2 separate regions of the Ovis aries genome follow, and region 2 is linked to region 1. The links are chromatin contacts, called in public Hi-C maps. All regions are on one chromosome and are shown on one strand. The core of a region is the stretch at or near the end of the contact, and the rest is flanking DNA. Distances in the headings are between cores, read along the strand shown. Region 1 holds the start of MTMR4 (myotubularin related protein 4). Region 2 holds the start of LOC101102994 (DET1- and DDB1-associated protein 1-like).

Evidence for each region. A called contact is a pair of places that touch in the nucleus more often than the background predicts.
Region 2: a Hi-C map of tail adipose tissue shows a contact between it and region 1, with 2.1 times the contacts expected there. The contact joins the promoter of LOC101102994 here to the promoter of MTMR4 in region 1. A contact is called at or near these places in 5 of 16 Hi-C or Micro-C datasets (blood, hypothalamus, liver and 2 more).

The regions. Positions count from the first base shown.
Region 1 is chr11:9,162,958-9,169,933 of ARS-UI_Ramb_v3.0, forward strand. MTMR4 (myotubularin related protein 4) reads right to left here and starts at 2,850. Exons shown (of 20, transcript XM_060395112.1): 1 at 2,261-2,850; 2 at 1,609-1,647. The coding sequence starts at 1,611. It overlaps SEPTIN4 (septin-4), which reads right to left. Exons shown (of 13, transcript XM_060395118.1): 7 at 6,242-6,376; 8 at 6,011-6,128; 9 at 5,820-5,921; 10 at 5,524-5,620; 11 at 5,268-5,430; 12 at 5,009-5,108; 13 at 4,521-4,743. The coding sequence ends at 4,684.
Region 2 is chr11:9,318,402-9,325,377 of ARS-UI_Ramb_v3.0, forward strand. LOC101102994 (DET1- and DDB1-associated protein 1-like) reads left to right here and starts at 3,614. Exons shown (of 1, transcript XM_042255310.2): 1 at 3,614-4,389. The coding sequence starts at 3,893. The coding sequence ends at 4,210. The region is part of intron 1 of TEX14 (testis expressed 14, intercellular bridge forming factor); the gene reads right to left. LOC114117049 (U1 spliceosomal RNA) reads right to left here and starts at 3,350; the gene lies at 3,187-3,350. It overlaps LOC114117038 (U1 spliceosomal RNA), which reads right to left and starts at 6,792; the gene lies at 6,629-6,792.

The DNA.
Region 1 (6,976 bases), core at 1,600-4,099:
TCCCTCCATCGCGGGCCCTTTCCAGTTTCTAGGCTTCCTTCCTTTCCCTCCAAAACCACCACTCACCATTCCCCTGTCCATCGGTGTCTTCCAATCCCTGGACCTCACTAATCCCACTCCCCTTTTGCCCCTTAGAATGGACACAGGTCTAATGACAGTTGGGTCACTGCACACTCCTGAAAGGGAAATTCTCGGGGTTTTTTATTCTAAGGCCCCTGCCCAGCTCTAGTCCTTAAGCTCCACCTCTCCCCTTGTTTCACATCCTCTGTCTTAAGGGTAAGAAAGTCCTAAGAAATTTCTTCGGCTAGAAAAGAGAGGAGCTGAAACTATGAACCACAGAAACTATGCAAACACAAAACTCAAAACCTAAGGGTAGGGGAATGGAGGGAGTTGCGTAGAGGGCCAGAGAATAAGGGCAGTGATAAGACACTTGAAATGTCACCGAGAGTCACAGGAGGAACTGTTTGAAACCCTACACTCCCAGTGCCTGGTAGCTTTCAGAAACCAGGGCTTTTGTTTGGGTTTTGGTCTTGGGGGAAGGGAGAATAGGAGAAACCTGACACTTTATTAAGCATCTACTATGAGCCAGACATGTTTCAAACATTATCTGGCTAAAACCATTCAACTCTGAAAGAATTTCATGAGATTTGAGGCTTACAGAGAAAGTCAGTTCACCTGAAGTATTTAAGTGGTGGTGCTAGGATTCAAAATTAGATCAGACTGACTCCTTTCATGGTATCACAGAGAGAAAAAGGACAAGGGCTATCAGTGGGTGGGGGCCAGGACCAGCAGGCTTTCTGAGAAGAGACCAGAACAATACTATACACACCACACACCCACATGTCTATGGAAGGAAAAGAGCAAGTCTTCTCATCACCTGAATGCTTTGACCTGTCCTTAAGCACTGGGGACACGTGAAACAACTAAAGAGATACAGCCAGAATCAGGGCCTGATCTGAACCCAGGCCTGCAGCTGTCCACTCCCTTCTCATCTCACTACTTCCTCCTCCTCCCCCCAGCTCTCAGGAATTCAGAGGTTCCTTGTATTTGAGGTGAAAAAATGGCAGTTACTGTTAGTAGAAAACGTATGGGATCATTATAACACACACACAGCCCCCAGTGAAATTCTGGGTACCTTGAGGGTGCTTCAGTGAGCTAGAGCAGCACTCTGGAGCTAGAGAAGCCCCACAGTTTTAGAGGGGTCACTCCTGATCTAGCACCCACAATACTTCAGGGACTCAGTAGGAACTACAAGGGTCTTGATATAAAGGAAGTCTAACTTTTCAGACCAAAGCAGAGAGCTTCACCCAAGGACCAGGAGGAGCAAGACAAGGGCCAATATGAAGAACTAAGGGAGACAGTGGTGGTGTGGGGAAAGCATGTCAGAGTACGTGCAGAAAAAGATTTCCAGAGGCCTCCGCTCCCAGTGCTGTGTATCAGCTGATGTTTTGCAACCTAAGAAGCCCTAATTTATCTCCAGGGCAGATGAACCTGTTTAGTTGCTGAACAGAGTTGCCTGGAGCTCAAGGTCCAGGAGGGGCGGGCAGCTTCATGGAGAAAGACACCAGGATTACAGAAAACACCGCAGTCTGAGCAAAGAGTACTCACCATTCTATCGTGGTGAGGGTCCTGGCTGCCTGCTTCTCACTGTAAGGAGACAGAGAAACATATGAGTCAAGAGCACGGAGCATCACCACAGTATCAACAAATGCCACAGAACTACTCCCGAACTTCCCCACAACTCTTATCTGCCTCCCTCACAGAGAACCCAGCCTCTCCACAAGTCAGTATGCCAGACAGAGGCAATGGGAGCTACATGCAGAGAAAGCAACAAGTGACTCTGCAGGGCATGAAGGCAGCCACAAAGTCCTGCAGCAGGACTCGAGTCCTGATTCCCAATCCCAGGAAGAGAATTAAAATGCTCCGAACCCCGTTCTTTGTGGGAAAGCAAAAGATCTGCCAGCTCTGTAGAGATAGAGGATGCCCAACCAGGGCTCACTTCTGGTCCTGGTGGAAACATGAATCCACAAGAGCACTCTGCCAGCCTCTGAGTCTGGGAGCAGCACCCACCTGACCTGTTTACTGGGGGCAGAGTCCAGAGCAGAGGCCAAGAGGGAGGGGACCACAACCTGTGATCAGAAGGCAGCAGGGCTGGACGTGTCCCTCTGAGGGCACTTGACACCAAATGAGGAGCAGGTTAGTGGGAGGAGGCCACACAACAGGGACAGAATCAGGCAAGTGCAGGCCTCAGAGTCAGTACCTGTCAAGTGGGCCCAAGCAACGGGAATGTCAGGATGGGCCTCCCTGGCCCACCTAGGGAGCCACTGAGGTAACCAGGCCCAGGTTTCACTGACAGTTTTCTTCATGCCTGCTATGCGAGCTCAGGGGGCAGTCCAGCAGTACCCCGAAGAAGGCTGTGTGGATATGTCTCCATCCGTGGCCCTCCCCGCCTCCATGGTCACAGCCCACCCTTCCTCATGGAGGCGGCAAGTCCGGGGTTGCTGCCTCACCGCCCACTGGCAAGCAGCCTCAGAGAAAGCGAGGGAGAGCGAGAAAAGGACAGGCCTGGGAGGCCCACGGTGTCCGGACCTCGGGAATCTGGTCACGGGGTGGGGGGGCGGGTCAGGCTGACAGGGGAGCCCAGGTGCCCAGGTTTTAGGGGCGGGGCCTAAAGATTCGGAGGCGGAGCCCCGAATGACAGAAGGCGGGGCTCACGAAAGCCGGTGGGGCCGGGGCGGGGCCGGGCAAGACGCGGTGGTTGCGGTTCGCAGACCGGCAGTGCACGGGGCACGGTGACTCACCCAGCCGGCGTCCGCCCGACCCTCCGGAGGCCGCGCTCTCGCCACTTCCGTCTCCCGCAGCCGCGGAGGCCACGCAGCTCCGACCCACCGCGGCGCCCCGCGGCCCAACCAATCCTACCTCCGGCCCGTGCCCGCCCTGGCCAATAGCCACGCCGAGTCCCGCCCTGCCCCCACCACGCAGCCGCCGCCCTCTCTCTTCGCGCCGCTCGTTGGTCCAGTGGGGCAGACGCCCTCCCAGCTTTTAGCCTATCGGCTTCCGGGAAACGGGGCTGCGCCTGGAGGGAGGAGGTGCGGCGCCGGGGTAGAGACGCAACCAATGGGAAATCACAGCGCGTCCCTGCGGTAGCCAATGGGAGAGCAGAAAAGGGGGGCTGCAGGCGACGGCTCCAGGGACCGGAAGTGGGGGCGGCCCGTGGCCTCCCGGTAGCGCAGTGGAGGGCGGAGCCTCGTAGGGGCCCGGGCTTTACAGCCACTTCCGGTGACCAGCCCGCCTTAGGGGTACTTCTCAGAGAAGTCCCGGGAGGCACCTAAGCCTTATCCAGTTCTCCGTTTGGTTTCTCTGCGGTTGTGCGGCGCAAAGCCAGAAGGGAGAAAAAGATTCTGAATGCTGAGAGAGAAGGGGGACGATCTGGGCCTGAGGCTCCGTCTCGGTCTTCGACTGGTGGGGGTGAAGAGTCTCCTTTTCCGCACCCTGACGTCTTCAACCCTCCCTTTGCGTCGGCGAGCCCGCCCTGTTCGTGACCTGAATGAATGGTGCTTTCCGTTTTGAGAAGCTTTCTCACCTGAGAGATGGGGCTGAGACTGCCACGAGCTAGTTGCGACTCTCTGGTCTGTAAAGGGTGTGGGGAGTCGGACTCCCCTGACGATCCAGCTCTTGGCGCCTCCCTTCCTCTCTGCCCAGGGGAGCCACAGCGGGCAGCAGGGCGGAGGATGGCCGCCGGAGGTCGCCCTGGCCCCGAGATACTACCAACCCGACAGAAATGGAGAACAGTTGGTTCAGATTCTCAACCGACAGCTTAAGTTAGAGTGGACCTGAATGCTTTAATATCAGGTCCCGGGGCCAAAATGTCTTCACTTCTCTTTTGCAAGGGACATTGGAGCTTTTACTCCGTATTTAGTAAATCCCAGGAGAACTGGAACCTTACCTGTGTTCACTGTTAACTCCCAAGGTTTAGAGTCTGCAACCTAGCAGATACTTAATAAATATTCGTTAAATGAATATTTAATTCTTACAGGACGACGATTGTACTTTTTCCATTCCCAGCACTTTCTATAGTGTTTGGTGATTACAGGGGTTTCAACTTGTGTTCAGTACTCTATCACAGGCTTCCTAGAGTGCAGAGTTTAATTCTGCATATCCCTTTCCCCAAAACAGAGGAAATATGAAGTTGGGAGGGTGCATGCAATTAATACCATGTTTTCTTCAGGGCAGATATCAATTCTAAAATGTCTATGGCAGTCTTAGTACTATATGTGGGAAAGATGATGGGCTCCAGATAACAGAGGCAGGACAGATACCGACAGGAAGACAGACTGGCCAGGCTGGATTCTGGGCAGGGACTGAATTCTTGTCATGGGAGGGGAAAGTTTTTCCCATTCTCCTGCCCCTACTAGAAGCCAGAAACCAGCATCCTCCTCCAGCAACCTTTCAAAACTGGGTCCTAGGATCTTGGTTTCCGTGAAATGGGAAAGATACAGACAGTGACACCGGAAGCCACCTACAGATTTGTTAAACTTTATTTCCTCTGAGTCTCTGGGGAGGCAGCAGGGATGTAAGGCGAAGTGGCAGTAGCTGCAGGGGCCTGAGCAGAGCTGGTGCTGGGAGGGGCCGACATAGGCAGGATGAAGAGGCGGCGTTTAAATATTCAGGGCTGAAAGTCAGCTAATGGGTCTCCTTCATCTGTCTCTGGATTTTGTGCAGCATCTCCTGCATCCGCCGCAGCTGGAACAGGCACATGCGTCAGAGGGGGGGCCTCTCAAGAGTCCTACAGATTTAGGGAAGTGCCCTCCCCAATCCCTTCAGTCAGGCGTTTGGTAGCCCTGGGGTGTGATGGGGTTCCTGGGTAGAACCATTAATCCACCAATCCAGGGTCCAGATGTCCCAGGGCCAGGGATATTCCTATTCCCAAACCAAGAGAGACTGAGGTTTATGATTAAATAGGGGTCCTCTCAGGCTGGCGACCCCTACCACCCCATACTACCCTCACCTCCTCATCTTTCTCTCGGATCAGCCTCTCAGTTTCTGGATCTGTCCCTGGTGGGACGGCAGGAAGGGGGAAGTCGGTACCACTCTCTAGAGTCAGTTTGCTACAGGGAAGAGGGAAAGGAGGTTGGTAAGGCTAGGGGAACCCCAGTACCTACTTGGACTGAGCCCAGAGCCTGCGGAACAAAGGAAGGGCTTGGTCTCAACCGCAGAGGCGCTTGGGACCCCACCCCTGCCAGCTCCATCCTGGCCTTTGGCCATACTTGCGATTCCGTTCTTTCACCACCAGGCGGGTCATGCTCTGGATGCACTGTGCCCGGTAGTTCTCATAATGTGTCTCCCGCGTCACGTCTTTCAGGTCCTGCATGTGAGTACGCACCAGCATTGTCCTCAGCTTCACAAAGTCGCAGTGCCCTGGGTTTTCCACTGCACAGCAAGGCTAGGGGTCAGCCAGGGGCATGGGTAGAGGAGACCCGTTGAGGGCAAGGAGATACCCTGGTCACAAGCTCAGAGCTTTACCTTCCACGATGCCCCAGGGGTAGAGCCGGCCCCGAACTCGACGCCCTCTGGCCTCTACCACAGTGTTGCTGCCAATGACAGCAAATGGGATGCTTTCCTGGAAGAAGTTAGGGGTGTCTCTCAACACCCCCATTCTCACCTGCTCCTTTGCGCCTGTATCTTCATCTTCCTCTGCTTCGTTCTAGGAAACCAGGGTCCTCTTCCACCCCAAGAGCCCCTCCCCATTACATAGAATTCTATTCCCTCTTCCACCCAGAAGAAACAAGCTGGGAAAGGGATCCCTGGGGTGGCCCCACCTTTAGGGCCAGGTCCTGTGATTTGAAGTCCTCATCCTCATCAGAGTCACAGTCTGGGAACTGGTAGACCTTGATTCCAAAGTGCTCAATCTCCTCCCGGATCTGGCAAACACACGAGGGGCTCATGGTTCTGGGGGGACTCCGACTTTTCCAGAAGCCCACCTGCTCCCCTGCCCCCCAGCTGCCCTCACTTTGCGTTTCTTGCGCTCCACTTCAGGGGGTGTCAGTGTGTCCGCCTTGGCCAAGATAGGCACGATGTTGACCCGCTGATGCAGGGCCTTCATGAACTCAACATCCAGTGGCCGGAGCCTGGGGAACGGGAGCCTGTGACCAGCTGCTAGTGGCAGCCCTGCCCCGGGTGCTCCTGGCCTGCCCCCTCGGCAGCACCTGGTGGGGCCAGGAGCCCCAGGCTCGGACCGTACCCGTGGCCGAAGGGCGAGATGAAGTACAGGCAGCAGTGCACCCTGTTGTCTTGAATGTTCTTGCGGTTCAGGCCACTCTCATCTCGGAAATACTGCTCAAACTGCTGGTCGATGTATTCGGCCACAGGCTTCCAGCTGGGGCAGGGAACACAAGCAGAGAAACTGTGCGAGTGAGGGCTGCCTAGGGAGCTCTGGGGCTACAAGGAGCCCACGCCCTGGGCAGTCTTTTCAAGACTTGGCTCTTCCCTGACTTGCTTTACCGCATCTTCAGGGAGGTACCTGGGTGGGTCATGGCACATCTCAAACATCCTAATAGAAAATCAGACTAGGCACATGGGCAGAGGTCATTAAACCCTTAGTGTGATGAGAGGAAGAGAGCCCAGGTGACCAAACAAAGCAGTAAGACTAGCAAGATGCGGTGAAAACCAACTGGAGGCCAAGGCAGCCCTAAGTCAGGTTCGCAGTTCAGCCTCAGGGCCTTTATTCGGGTGGGTCCAGCCTCTCCTCCACCTCTCCAAGCCCACTCCGTCCTTCAAAGCCATGTCCAAGAACCATCTCTTCCACAAAGATTCCTGTGACTACACCAAGGCACACTGCTTTCCCTTCCCTTCACCACACATGAAGGTCATATACATATATGGTATATATCATCCATACGTATATTCAGTACATATATTCAAGAACCTCAGTTGTCAGGTCTCTTGCTCTTCGGTTACTGAGTTTTGTCCTGATAGA
Region 2 (6,976 bases), core at 2,364-4,863, 160 kb after region 1:
AACACTGGAGTGGATTGCCATTTCCTTCTCCGATGCATGAAAGTGAAAAGTCAAAGTGAAGTCGCTCAGTCGTGTCAGACTCTCAGTGACCCCATGGACTGCAGCCTACAGGCTCCTCTGTCCATGAGATTTTCCAGGCAAGAGTACTGGAGTGGGGTGCCATGAGGCATGGCCAAAGTTAAATAAATAAAAATAAATTCTAAAAGATTAAATTTTATTCTCAATGTTACTGTTGAAATTGAAGAACTCAATATTTTTGTCAATTCCTGGGAGTGAAAATGGAGAAGGCAATGGCAACCTACTCCAGTGTTCTTGCCTTGAGAATCCCAGGGATGGGGGAGCCTGGTGGGCTGCAGTCTATGGGGTCGCACAGAGTCAGACACGAGTGAAGCGACTTAGCAGCAGCAGGGAGTGAAAAAGTGATGATATCAAGAAGTAGAATTAGAAATACACATTTATTGCATCATCAAGACCATTAGGAGAGTATTAACTTGTGAGTGTGTGTTTTGTTTTGGCCTTGAGGTTTATGGGATCCTATTTCCCGGACCACAGATTGAACTAGAACTCTTCCCAGTGAAAGTGCGAAGTCCTAACTGCTGAACTACCAGGGAATTCCCAGGAGGGCATTCACTTTGAAAAGTTAGGGGACTTCTTTGGGGGTCAAGTGGCTAAGACTTGGCACTTCCAATGCAGGGTGCCCAGGTTTAATCCCTGGTAGGAGAACTAGATCTCACATGCCAAGACCAGAAGATCCCGCATGTTGCAAATAAGACCCAGTGCAGCCAAAATAAATATAAATAAATATTTAAAAAATTCTGCACCACAATAACTCTTGTCCAAAAAAGAACAAGCAGTATACAAATGCAGACATTTATGTAGAGGGTAGACAGTCTGTGGATTGGGTTCAGAGTTCAGACTCTGAAGTTCTCAGCCTGGCTGTGTCACTTCCCTGCGTGACCTTGAAATTATTATTTAACCTTTCATGGACCTCAATTTCCTCATCTATAAATGGGAGTACTCTGTAAAGTGCTTAGAACTCTGCCTGGAACCAAGGAACTGTCTATAGCTGTTAGCTGCTGTTATGCACACTAGAACCTATGCACACTAGAATGGTAACTGCACCATTTCACATTACCACCAGCAGTGAAAAAGGGTCCCAATTTTTCCAGATCTTCATCAATACTTAATTCTTGTTTTGTTCTTTAAATAATAGTCATCTTAGAACGTCCCTGATGGTCCAGTGGTCAAGAATCCACCTATCAATGCACAGAACCTGGGTTGGATCCCTGGTCTGGGACGATCCCACATGCCTTGGGGCAACTAGGTCCCTGGGCAACAACTACTGAGCCCACACTCTTCGAGAAACCTTCCCACTGCAACAAAGTGGCCCCCATTTCCCCAACTAGAGAAAAACCTCCAGCAGTAATTAAGACCCAGTGCTGGCAAAAATAATTATTTTAAAAGTGATTTTAACATTGACCTTTAAAAAATTTTTATTTATTTGCATTTACACTAATATATGACATTTTGACATAAAATATTCAAATCTTCAGACCTGCTTGTTTCATACGTTTCCTAAAGCTGCAAAAATTAAGCGTCGACTGTTAATCATGTTTATGCTAACTTCCACTTCCTGTATATTTTTCAGTTTACTTCCTTTTAGAATTCTTTTCCAGTCACCCTCAGAGATTCTCTTAAAAAAAAAAAAAATACCATTGTGGAGTAATAGCGTTTAAAACGGTTCTGAACATTACTAAAGCATATTCGCAACCAACCAGCTCCTGCAACTATTTAATCGGTAATTCCCCCTGAAAACTGCAGCTAAACAAACATTTCAGTACTGTAAATTTGGCCGTTTAACCCAGTAAGACTCAAGAGAAGACTCTTGAGAGTCCCTTGGACTGCAAGGAGATCCAACCAGTCCATCCTAAAGGAGATCAGTCCTGGGTGTTCTTTCGGAAAGTGAAAGTGAAGTCGCTCAGCTCAGTCGTGTCCGATTCTTTGCGACCCCATGGACTGTAGCCTACCAGGCTCCTCTGTCCATGAGATTCTCCAGGCAAGAATACTGGAGTGAGTTGCCATTTCCTTCTCCAGGGAATCTTCCCGAACCAGGGATCAAAACCTGGTCTCCTGCATTGGAGGCAGACGCTTTAACCTCTGAGCCACCAAGACTGATGCTAAAGCTGAAACTCCAATACTTCGGCCACCTCATGCGAAGAGTTGACTCATTGGAAAAGACTCTGATGCTGGGAGGGATTGGGGGCAGGAGGAGAAGGGGACGACCGAGGATGAGATGGCTGGATGGCCTCACTGACTCGATGAACGTGAGTTTGAGTGAACTCTGAGAGTTGGTGATGGACAGGGAGGCCTGGCGTGCTGCGATTCATGGGGTTGCAAAGAGTCGGACACGACTGAGCGACTGAACTGAACCCAATAATTGAACGCATTTCGAGTTGCCCTGGTGGCTCAGACGGAAAGAATCTGCCCCCAATGAGGATAGACCCTGGTTGGACTCCTGGGCTGGGAAGATCCGCTGGAGAAAAAATAGACTACCCACTTCAGTATCCTTGGGCTTTCTTTAGTAGCTCAGTTGGTAAAGAATCCACCTGCAATAGAGGATATCTGGATTTGGAAAATCCCCTAGAAAATGATAAATGCTACCCATCCAGTAAACTCGCCTGAAAAACCCCACTGATTATAGTACATGGAGTCACTACTCCATATCTGCTGCTGCTAAGTCACTTCAATTGTAACCGACTCTGTGAGACCTCACAAACACCAGCCCACCAGATTCCACCATCTCTGGTATTTTCTCAGGCAAGAGTACTAGAGTACCATTGCCTTCTCCAATCCATACGTAATCTTAATCACATAGATGCAAAGGCTTACTGAACCTCTACTGCTAAGTCACTTCAGTCGTCTCTGACTCTGTACGGCCCCAGAAACAGCAGCCCTCCAAGCTCCCCCATGCGTGAGACTGTTCCAGATAAACACACTAGAGCAGGTTGCCACTTTCTCCAGTGCGTTAAAGTGAAGTCACTCAGTCGTGTCCGGCTTAGTAATCGACTACACCCTTTCAAACCTCTCCGTGCAAAGAGCATTACAGTGGGATACCATTACTTTCTCCATACTGTGTCTCTGATACTTTCTAAAACCACATGATTTCTCCTTTAAACCCATATATATCAGGGGAAAGCGCGAACGCAGTCCCCCACTACCACAAATTATGCAGTCGAGTTTCCCACATTTGGGGAAATCGCAGGGATCAGCACATCCGGAGTGCAATGGATAAGCCTCGCCCTGGGAAAACCACCTTCGTGATCATGGTATCTCCCCTGCCAGGTAAGTATGAGTTGCTCGCTCTGCCTGCCGACTCAGCCTCACCTTCCAAACACTTCGCACTTACGGTCACTCTCTTCACCGCAACTCTACACCCTCACTTACGAAATAACGGCTTCTCCCAACTATAAAGGCCTGAAAAGCACGTTGCCAGTACCGCAATATTTGCAAAATAACACAAACGCTTCATAGTACATGCTGAACAGGGCCAGCCGACGCCGAGCTCATTTACATACTCCGCGCACCGTAGTGACGTCACTCCGTAGCGCCGACTGAATCCGGGGCTCGTGATAGGCTGACTGACGGCCACGGAGGCGCTCGGGGCCTAATCCCCGGGGCCGGGAATGTGACCCACCTTTGTGACAGAAGAGATTGTAGGGAGGCGATGAGCTTTGCGACTGGGTGGGGCGGGAACAGTCCGAATTATCCAGGTGCGCCTAATGTAATCAAGGGCCCTTATAAAGAGGAAGCAGGAGGTAGGAGGCAGTTAAGGCAGCTGTGGTGGCGGCGGCAACAACAGCGACGACGGTGACAGAGACGGAGGAAACAGAAGATGGCTGATTTCTTGAAAGGGCTGCCTGTCTACAACAAAAGCAATTTTAGTAGCTTCCATGCCAACTGTCTCTGCAAAGCCTCGAACCGACGTCCACCAGTCTACCTGCCCACTCAGGAGTACCCGTCTGAACAGATAATTTTGACAGAAAAAACAAACATTCTCTTGCGCTACCTACAACAGCAACGGGACAAAAAGAATGCCGCCGAGAAGAAAGACCAGCAGCAAGTGAACCTCGAGGCCGAGAGCTGGGCGTCCCCGTGCAAGATCCCACGGATCTACAGCCAGGACTGGGACGACTGGGACGAGGACCCTTGAAACTCACGGCCCCACTCAGACGCCTCCTGTGCTGGCTGCTGCTCGCCTGCCCGCCGGCCTGCCCACGCCCTACCGTTCACACCACTTCCAATATGATAAAGCCAATGTATTTATTTTCCTTGTGTTTTTATTGATGTTGTAAATTTAGCAACTTATGATTAAAGGGGATGTCAGACCCACTAGTGTGATGTTGGTAGGTTTTTTTTTTTTTTTTAAACAAACAAATTGTTATTCACTGCCACCTCCTTCAGTTCCCCCTCCTCTTGTTCCCTAGTCCTCCTCTGGAAAACTGGAGCCTCTCTTCCAGGGTCTAGATTCCGGGCCCTGCTGCAGCTGGTCCTCATGGGTGGGGGCTCTTCTCTTGGTTTCCATCTACTGGTCCGGGTCTTAAACACTTCGCCTTGTCACAAGTTCCTCAGGGACTTACTCTGCCCAGACCTTGCTCTGAACTTGACTAAGTGGGAGAAGTCAGCTCTTGTTCAGTCGCTAAGGCACCGACTCCATGGACTGCAGCATGCCAGGCTTCCCTGTCCTTCACTATCTCCCAGAAATTGCTCAAACTCACATCCATTGAGTTGGTGATGCCATCCAACCATCTCATCCTCTGTCGTCCCCTTCTCCTCCCGCCTTCAATCTTTCCCAGCATCAGGGTCTTTTCTAATGAGTCAGTTCTTTGCATCAGGTGGCCAAAGGACTGGAGCTTCAGCTTCAGCATCAGTCCTTCCAATGAATTCTCAGAGTTGATTTCCTTTAGTATCCACTGGTTTGATCTCTTTGCTGTCCAAGGGACTCTCAAGAGTCTTCTCCAGCACCACAGTCTGAAAGCATCAATTTTTCGGCGCTCAGCTTTCTTTATGGTCCAACTCTCATATCCACATATGACTACTGGAAAACCCATAGCTTTGACTATACCGAACTTTGTCAGCAAAGTGATGTCTCTGCTCTTAAATACGCTGTATAGGTTTGTCACAACTTTTCTTCCAAGGAGTGTGTCTTTTAATTTTGTGGCTTAGCCTTTTCATTCCTTCTGGAGCTATTTCTCCACTCTTCCCCAGTAGCATATTGGGCACCTACCAACCTGGGGAGTTCATCTTTCAGTGTCCTATCTTTCTGCCTTTTCATACTGTTCATGGGGTTCTCAAGGCAAGAAGGCTGAAGGAGTTTGCCATTCCTTTCCTCAGTGGACCACGTTTTGTCATAACTCTCCACCATGACCTGGCCATCTTGTGTGGCCAGAGCATGGCTCATAGCTTCACTGATTTACACAAGGCTGTGATCCATGTGATCACTTTGATCATTATAGTTAAGTATCATCTCCATATCTTGAAGATCTAAGTATTTTTGTCAGGGACTAGTTTGGTGCACCATTTCCACCCTAATAAAAGGAGCTTTCTCATCTGGAAAAAATTAAAAAAGATGGTGGATGGAAGGTTGATGTCAGCAGATGAAAAATTACTGGTTTTGAAAACACAGAAAGAGGACCATAAGGCCAGAATGTATCGAAATAGCCTCCTACAGTCTTTCCCACAGAATAAAGAAAACAGCTCATTTCATTCTTAGAATAGTGAAAGTTTACTTTTAAACCATTTTTAAAATATTTATTCAGTTGTGTTTGACTCTGTGACCCCATGAGCTATACAGTTGATGGGATACTCCAGGCCAGAATACAGGAGTGGGTAGCCTTTTTCCTGGAGAAGGCAATGGCACCCCACTCCAGTACTCTTGCCTGGAAAATCCCATGGACTGAGAAGCCTGGTGGGCTGCAGTCCATGGGGTCGCTAAGAGTCGGACACGACTTTCACTTTTCACTGTCATGCATTGGAGAAGGTAATTCTTGCCTGGAGAATCCCAGGGACGGGGGAGCCTGGTGGGCTGCCGTCTGTGGGGTCGAGCAGAGTCAGATATGACTGAAGTAACTTAGCAGCAGCCATTTTCCTTCTCCAGAGGATCTTCCCTGTCCAGGACTTGAACCCAGGTCTATCCGCATTGCTGGCAGATTCTATACACGGGAAGCTGAACTGAACTCTTTGAAAGTGCATGGATTAGCCCAGCAGATTTGTCTATCCACATAATATTCCTCAGTTGATACTAGAAATCGGCTGCTGCCTTGCTTCCAAGTGAAGTGAAAGTCACTCAGTCGTGTCCAACTCTTTAGACCCAAATTCTCCAGGCCAGAGTTAGATGGAGTAACCTATCCCTTTTCGAAGAGAATTTCCCAAACCAGGGATCAAAAGCAAGTCTCCCACATTACAAAAAAATCCTTTACCAGCTAACACACAAAAGTCCAAACTAGCTTATCCATGTTGCAGGAAAACTGCTTACTGCCTCTGCCTCATAAACCCGAAAACGACTACAAAAACAGGAAAATTAGCAGAGCTCCAAACTTAGCATCTATGTCTTTCCTTGCACAAACCACGCCAGGGGAAAGCGCGAACGCAGTCCCCCACTACCACAAATTATGCAGTCGAGTTTCCCACATTTGGGGAAATCGCAGGGGTCAGCACATCCGGAGTGCAATGGATGAGCCTCGCCCTGGGAAAACCACCTTCGTGATCATGGTATCTCCCCTGCCAGGTAAGTATGAGTTGTAAGCTTAGTCTGGGACGTCACCCTCGAACTCAGCACACAACAGAGTTATGGTCAATTATATTCCAAGCTATTTCGGCCTTCGATGGGAACCTGAAGGATTATTTATTTGACAGTGACCAAGATACATCCTTTGGACGTTCAGGGGAAATTCTACCCGGCGAAAGACGAAATCCAGCC